Linked DNA regions of Salmo salar: region 1 is linked to region 2. The links are chromatin contacts, called in public Hi-C maps. All regions are on one chromosome and are shown on one strand. Each heading gives the region's core, a stretch centred on a gene start, on an enhancer-like site or on the middle of the called end of the contact. The rest is flanking DNA. Distances are from core to core; before and after follow the strand shown. Region 1 holds the start of LOC106568841 (partitioning defective 3 homolog). Region 2 overlaps LOC106568841 (partitioning defective 3 homolog).

The links. Hi-C and Micro-C count contacts between places; a contact is called where the count stands out from the background.
Region 1: a contact with region 2 is called in a Hi-C map of muscle, with 6 times the contacts expected there. The contact joins the promoter of LOC106568841 here to the enhancer-like site in region 2. A contact is called at or near these places in 2 of 3 Hi-C or Micro-C datasets (gill and muscle).

Annotation. Positions count from the first base shown.
Region 1 is chrssa14:18,894,957-18,898,567 of Ssal_v3.1, forward strand. It overlaps LOC106568841 (partitioning defective 3 homolog), which reads right to left and starts at 1,342. Exons shown (of 26, transcript XM_014139556.2): 1 at 992-1,342. The coding sequence starts at 1,111.
Region 2 is chrssa14:18,838,210-18,842,344 of Ssal_v3.1, forward strand. All of the region lies in intron 2 of LOC106568841 (partitioning defective 3 homolog), which reads right to left. Among protein-coding and RNA genes, the nearest start is that of LOC106568841, 56 kb to the right of the region's middle. Within about 2 kb of position 1,747, at least 1 of the 13 cell types and tissues checked has an H3K27ac peak or open chromatin away from gene starts, as enhancers often do. A contact at or near this core is called in muscle, where this site is marked.

The DNA.
Region 1 (3,611 bases), core at 92-2,591, 56 kb after region 2:
ATATACACATCATCATGTACACACACAGAGGAGCCAGCTCAAGACAGATACAGCTGAGAAGCCCAGCTCATGAGTTCCATCATCTGCAGACTTAAATTTAGAATGGAAAATTAATGTGTTTATGCAACAAATGTTACTGCATTGAATCGAATCGTATCGAAGCGAATCGCATGGATTCGTTCTCTAATCAAACCTAATCGTTTCAAACTAAAATGTATCAGAGCCCATGTATCTAGACACGTATCGAATCGTCTTGAAAAGGAAAGATGCACATCCCTAACAGATATACTATTTGTTTGAAGCTTTCTTCCTTGACTGATAGCCTAGCAAGCTACAGCTTCTTAGCCAACTATCCCAACATAATAGGATAATTAGCAAGAGGAACAAAGAGAAACGGATGCCGATGAAAATGTAGGCTATCCAATAGGCATAAAATCGATACGAAACATTATGCTTTTTATCTAGTACCCCATTTCAAAAACTAGAATGCGATCCTGCAGTATGCTGGTGCTAACTAGCTAGCTAGTTAGCAAACAGTCAGCTAGCTAACAACTCTCAGAGAATCAAATCTCGGATTGTTAGCTAACTAGTTAGCTAGCTAGCATCCTTATCCTCTACTTATAGACCACCTAATTAGGTTTGCATTTTATATCCCAGTTAGATCGGTAATTAACACTACATTTTAGTAGTTATCTACCATCTTTTCATGCACTATGGTAGGGAAAGGGTGAAGTCCAAAAGGAAGTTTTTCGTGGGGTTTGCAGAGGGCTCGACCAGTTATGACTATGCATCACTCAACATCAACAACTCAGCCGAATTTATAGCAAAATCTTTTTTTTTGTTTCGAATCGTTTATGTATATTTCCCTTTCATCGCTGTTACAAATCTGCGACATATTCGCTCGACACTCGCTCCAGGCATTGCACCATTGTTTCCAATCCGCTGTGGAACACTTGAAAGAAACGCGTGATCCAAAGTAACAGCGACGTACCTTTGCAATGGCTTTTTTGTATCTCATGACGGCTTGCTGGATGAGAGTATGGACTTTGATATTTCCATCTCCGCATGGTACCACCACCCTAGTCCTTCCAAAACACACCGTCACTTTCATAGTTTAATATCCGATATATTTTGCCCAGATTCGGAGGTAAACCGACGATAAATTCTCCCTTTGAAAGTCAGCCGAAACATGAAGTTTCTGTGGTTTTTGTATCCTTAAAGAGATGAGACCGAACGATCTTTCACCTTATCTCCAGGGACGACATTGTTCGCTTGTATTTCTGACCACCTGTTTAGTCTTTCTCCCTCTATTTCGACGTTCCCAGACTAGACTGGAGCAGGGAGCAAGAGAATCACCCAGAGATTGGGGAACGGCCTCCACCCGCTGGTCAAGTTTGGAACTGTCGAAGGTGATATAAAGCGCGGGCAAGGCAAGCATTTTCACCCATGCCTGCGTAAATAATTGGGTCATTTCTAAATATTAGGAGATCTTGCCAATATTCGTTATGGAAAGATAGCCCTATCACCAATCACTCCAAAATCTTACCAATTCCTTTTATTGTTATAATTGTGTGTGTGTGTGTGTGTGTGTGTGTGTGTGTGTGTGTGTGTGTGTGTGTGTGTGTGTGTGTGTGTGAGTGAGTGAGTGAGTGAGTGAGTGAGTGAGTGAGTGAGTGAGTGAGTGAGTGAGTGAGTGAGTGAGTGAGTGAGTGAGAATATATATGTTCTGCAACATGAAAGTCAATTTAAATAGAACAGCTGCCTGCTTAAATCTCAAAAAGGACTATTTTGAGAAATCCAACTTTAACAAAGATGCCCAGCACTTACAATATAGTGTATTATTATTATTATTATTATTATTATTATTTAATAACAGCAGTCTCAAGGACATGTTCTGGCCACAGAACCTTGATCTCCACCTGCCCAATGACATTTTGGTGATTTGTTCTAGTGCCCTGCCCTAAAACTGAAACCAAGCCCCAATGAAAACCAGAGTAAATCCATGTGTGAAGCTTGTGAAACAGCTGCCTTGGCACATAGTCATGCTCTGAAGAACTGGTCTATGTGTGTGAGGATCCTGCTCTCACCATGCCTGTGTCCCAAATGGCACCCTATTCCCATAGGGTTCCGGTCAAAAGTAGTGCACTATAAAGACCTATTCCCATAGGGCTCCGGTCAAAAGTAGTGCACTATAAAGACCTATTCCCATAGGGCTCCGGTCAAAAGTAGTGCACTATAAAGACCTATTCCCAGAGGGCTCCGGTCAAAAGTAGTGCGCTATAAAGACCTATTCCCATAGGGCTCCGGTCAAAAGTAGTGCGCTATAAAGACTTATTCCCATAGGGCTCCGGTCAAAAGTAGTGCACTATAAAGACTTATTCCCATAGGGCTCCGGTCAAAAGTAGTGCACTATAAAGACCTATTCCCATAGGGCTCCGGTCAAAAGTAGTGCACTATAAAGACCTATTCCCAGAGGGCTCCGGTCAAAGTAGTGCACTATAAAGACAATAGGTTGTCATTTGGGATGCATCCCATTGGTGCTTTTTTTATATGGGCCTGAGCCCCATGAACATTATTGTCTCAAAAGCAGTCGCTCTAAGGCAGAACACCAAAGAGCTACTGAATACCAGGCAGTTTGTGTACCAACTACAGTATGGCTTACATTACTTTTTTATACAGTCCTATGCCCCTGATTGTTCAGTGTATCTTACTGCCCTAAAAGTCTGAGCTTATGGGTGAGTCGCACAAGATACAAGGAAGGAAAACAATCTATATTATATTGTAACTTTTCCTAGCATAGGTTCATGGACTTACAGTGCAAACAGAAATGTGTCTCTCTGTGTTCACACTTTATAAAAAGGGCATACAAAAGGGATGCTTCAAATGTTTGTATGTTTGCATACTGTTCCTGTGGTTAGATTTCAATAAATATTTATCAACATTGATCACCTGATAGAAGATCTTGATCAGTTGCTGTAAATGAGAAGTTGTTGTCCTGGCACCACACGGCCAGGTCTCTAACCTCCTCCCTATTGTCTGTCTCGTTGTTGTCGGTGATCAGGCCTAACACTATTGTGTCATCAGAAAATGTAATGATGGTGTTGGAGTCGTGCCTGGCCGTGCAGTCATGAGTAAACAGGGAGTACAGGAGGGGGCTGAGCACGCACCCCTGAGGGGCCCCTGTGTTGAGGATCAGCGTGGCGGATGTGTTGTTACCTACCCTTACCACCTGGGGGCGGCCTGTCAGGAAGTTCAGGATCCAGTTGCAGAGGGAGGTGTTCCCTCCCAGGGTCCTGAGCTTATTGATGAGCTTTGAGGGCACTATGATGTTGAACGCTGAGCTGTAGTCAATGAATAGCATTCTCACAAAGGTGTTCCTTTTGTCCAGGTGGGAAAGGGTAGTGTGGAGTGCAATAGAGACTGCATCATCTGTGGATCTGTTGGGGCGGTATGCAAATTGGAGTGGGTTTCTGGGATGATGGTGTTGATGTGAGCCATGACCAGCCATTCAAAGCACTTCATGGCTACAGATGTGAGTGCTACGGGTCGGTAGTCATTTAGGCAGGTTACCTTAAGGTTCTTGGGTACAGGCACTATGGTGGTCTGCTAAA
Region 2 (4,135 bases), core at 497-2,996:
TTGGGAATGTCACCTTGGTTCTTGGGCACTGGGATGATGGTGGTGTCCTTGATGCAAGTGGGGACTACAACCTGGGACAGGGGACAGGTTGAAGATGTCCCAGAAGACACCGGCCAGCGCACACCGAGGTCGTTGCCAGGGATGCCATCGGGGGCGGCGGCTTAGTGAGTATTCACTGTTTTGAGAGTTTTCCTCTTGTTGGGCCTTGAAGAGCGAAAACAGAGCCCTCCTGGATGGCTTGGTGTTGTCCGCCTCGAAGCGAGCACAGAATGTGTTAAGCTCGTCTGGGACGGAGGCTTCGGTGGGCACCACACATCCGGATTTGCCTTTGTAGCCCATGACAGCCTGTAGTCCTTGCCACATGCATCGTGAGTCAGTTGTCGAACATTGATTCTCGTACCGGAGCGCAGACGTGTCACGAGTCATCTGAGTCCGATCTACCGATATTTAATGCTGCACTATGGGCACTCAGCATGTTATGTATTTTTCTGTTCATCCAAGGCTTTTGGTTGAAGTCTGCCTGGATTGTTATTGTGGGTTCAACACCAACAGCCAATTTCCCAATGAAGCCTGTGACTGGCGATGCATATTCCTCAATGTTGATGGATGTGTCCTGGGTGGATGAACATTCCAAATCAGTATTGTCAAAACAGTCCTGCAGCATTGAGTCTGCCTCCTCTGTCCAACGCCTCACTATTCTCTGTGTTGGTGGCTCCCTCGAGTTGCTGCTTGTAGGCGGGGAGTAGGAACAAAGAGGATTTGTAAAGGTCACAGATGTTTGTGCACACATGGTCCAACATGTTTCTTCTCGTGTGGCAGAATACATGGTGATATTTTGGAAGAATTTGTTTAAATTTACTTGGTTAAAATCTCCCGTGACAATAAAGCCTGCTTTCGGTGAGAGGATGCTTGCTGGCTAACGTTTTTGTACAGTTTGCAGAGTGGCGCCTTGATGTTTGCTTGTGGCAGTATGTACACAGCTGTGCTAATAGCACACATGATCGGGTGAGCAGGAACTCAAGGGGTTCTGAACTTCAGTACACCAAGAATTGTTGATGAGGAAGCATACACTTCCCCCCCTACGCTTACAAGAAGCCGCCATTCGAACCATATGGAAATCGTAAAAGCCGTCTGGTTGAATAGCAGAGTTGAATGAATTGTCAGTAATCCATGGCTCTGTAAAAACAAAAAGACACAGCATTCCCTGATGTCCCTCTGTGATTGAAGCATCGCTCCGAGTTCAAAGTATATTTTCCAGCGATTGGGCATTCGCCATCAGGATACTAGGAAGAGGAGGCCATGTAGCCTGTCTTTTCAGCCTAGCTTGGAGACCCCTTTTCCTTCGTCGCCTTCGGTCATCTCGGCCAGTAGCAACAGGTAGGCCCGCTGCACGGAGAACAAAGGAGCGAATGTATTATTCCAGATCTGGGAGACAGAGATGTGTGTAGCTTCCGATTCATGATCCAGAAGCGTCTGTCAGTCGTAGGACAGTCTGAGCAAAGTCATAATTAACTCAAAAATAACAATAAAAAGCAAAGTTGAGCAGGAATCGGAACGACGGGCACCCTCCTTGGCGCCACTATCTTAAAATCGAATGCATAGTCTGCTGTGTGTGTGTGTGTGTCCAGGGAAGTGATTGAGTGGTAGTGGTCTGTGCAGCTGTCTGCCCAGACACACAGAGTCCGCTGTGTGTGTGTGTGCGCTCTGCCCAGACACATGGAGAATTTGGGGTTAGCACAGCATGGCCCTGTAGAGGTCACGACCCCAGGAGTGTGCAGGGACATGCCAGTCACCTGACACCTTGGATATGGTGGAGTGTGTGTGTGTGTGTGTGTGAACGGCCTACTATCCTCCAGCTCTCTGGGTAAATACTAGGCGGGGCAAAGAGGGCATTGGCTGACCGTTAAAGGGATAATTCAGGATTTTGGTAATGAAGCCCTTTATCTACTTCCCGGGAGTCAGATTAACTTGTGGACACCATTTTTATGTCCCTGCATGCAGTTTTAAGGAAGTTGCCAACTAGTGATAGCGCAATTGCTAACTAGCATAAGTGCAATGACTGGAAGTCTATGGTAACTGCTAGTAGATTTACCATAGACATCCAGTCATTGGTGCGCAAAACTACCTCTTCCTTCATACTGGATCCAGAGACATAGAAATGCATCCATGAGTTCATGTAACTCTGGGGAAGTAGATCAAATCCAGATGTATCCCTTTAAAAGACAGGAATGCCATCAAGGCTCAAGGCTGGACTGTGGGCTAGAGGACAGGACAGGGAGCAGTGGGACGGAAAGACACACAGCATGTGGAAAAACACTCAGTGAATCCCTGAGCTGTCTGCCACCATTCCTTGCAGCAACAATGACACACATTGCTCATCGGGCCAACCACTCATTCCCCAGTCTTGAAAAAGCATCTAACACATGTCAGAGATGCGGTGCGAGTTGCCAGGAGAGTACGAGTCATGCAAAGTGCTTTTAGGCCTTGTAGCCTAGTATAGCAACATACAGCTACAGAATGAACTTTAGGTCAGATAAATGGTAACCACAGAACTGGAATGAGTAGAACGGGAATCCCCATTCAAGTCAACTCATTCAAGTCAACTCATTCTATTTCTTTGGCTGTAGCCTCGAGTACCAGTCTCAGTTAGAGGTAGACCCAAAGTAAACAGCAGAGTGGGTCAATTTCCGCAACAACTACGAGCGCTGAAGCGCGAGGCCAAACTTCTCCTCTGTTTTGGTCATGACGCCACCACGCTGTAACAGCGTGAAGCTAACTTGCACACACGTGCAGACGCTGTGTGTGACTGTGTGAGAGCGAAATCTTGCATGTCCCGTATCGTAATATAAGGCGGTGCGGCTCGTGGCAACACCATTGGGCTGAGTCCACATTTAAGTAACACTTCAAACGGTAAACAGACCGCCGCGTACGCATCGCGCTCATTGATCACGGCATTGACATATAAACGTTTAACCCCTTTGTAGCGGAGAGAAAGCAGCTCCTAGGTCAGCTACTCTGTTTACTTAATTCACCCATGACTAATCAAAACCGCGCCCCTCCCTTCCTCTTCTGATTAATTCCGTAGGGTCAACATGAGCAGGGAAAAACAGCTGTCTCTCACTCCCAGTAGCCACCCATCCATTCCCCTTGAACAGAATCCGATGCTGTAATCCCGCATGGCCATAATCTAATCGACACCAGCGAGGCAACACAAACGCTAAAGCCAGTTTATTTCCTGCAACAGTTTACATTACATCACACAGTGACAGCGCGTGGGAGAGAGGAAGGAGAGGGCAAGGGAGTCACCCAGATGTCACTGTCCCCAATAGAGGTTAAACACAACACTTCTCTCCTCCACACCCATGTATAGATTTGTAAAAAACGAAATGTTGTTTCTTTGTTTTTTGCTAGGTAGCGTTAGTCAGCTGTACCTGCGCCAAAACTCTGGTATTTCTCAGCCTATACCTTCTTCTCCATCTTCTTTTTAAATACTGAGCCAAAATGTTCAACACTTTCTATTTTTATGACTGATCCAAACAGGTTGTTATTATGGCTCTCTCTCGTCTCTCTGAAGCAGACATACAGTAACCCATTGGGGCGGCAGGGAGCCTAGTGGGTAGAGGCAGGGAGCCTAGTGGGTAGAGGCAGGGAGCCTAGTGGGTAGAGGCAGGGAGCCTAGTGGGTAGAGGCAGGGAGCCTAGTGGGTAGAGGCAGGGAGCCTAGTGGTTAGAGGCAGGGAGCCTAGTGGGTAGAGGCAGGGAGCCTAGTGGTTAGAGGCAGGGAGCCTAGTGGTTAGAGGCAGGGAGCCTAGTGGTTAGAGGCAGGGAGCCTAGTGGTTAGAGGCAGGGAGCCTAGTGGTTAGAGGCAGGGAGCCTAGTGGTTAGAGGCAGGGAGCCTAGTGGTTAGAGGCAGGGAGCCTAGTGGTTAGAGTGCTGGGCCCGTAACCAAAAGGTTGCTAGATCGAATCCCCGAGCTGACGAGGTAAAAATCTGTCGTTCTGCCCCTGAACAAGGCAGTTAACCCACTGTTCCCCGGTAGGCTGTTATTGTAAATAAGAATCTGTTCTTAGCTGACTTGCCTAGTTAAATAAAGGTTACATTTAAAAAATGCATATAGAATCGTGACAATACCAAGA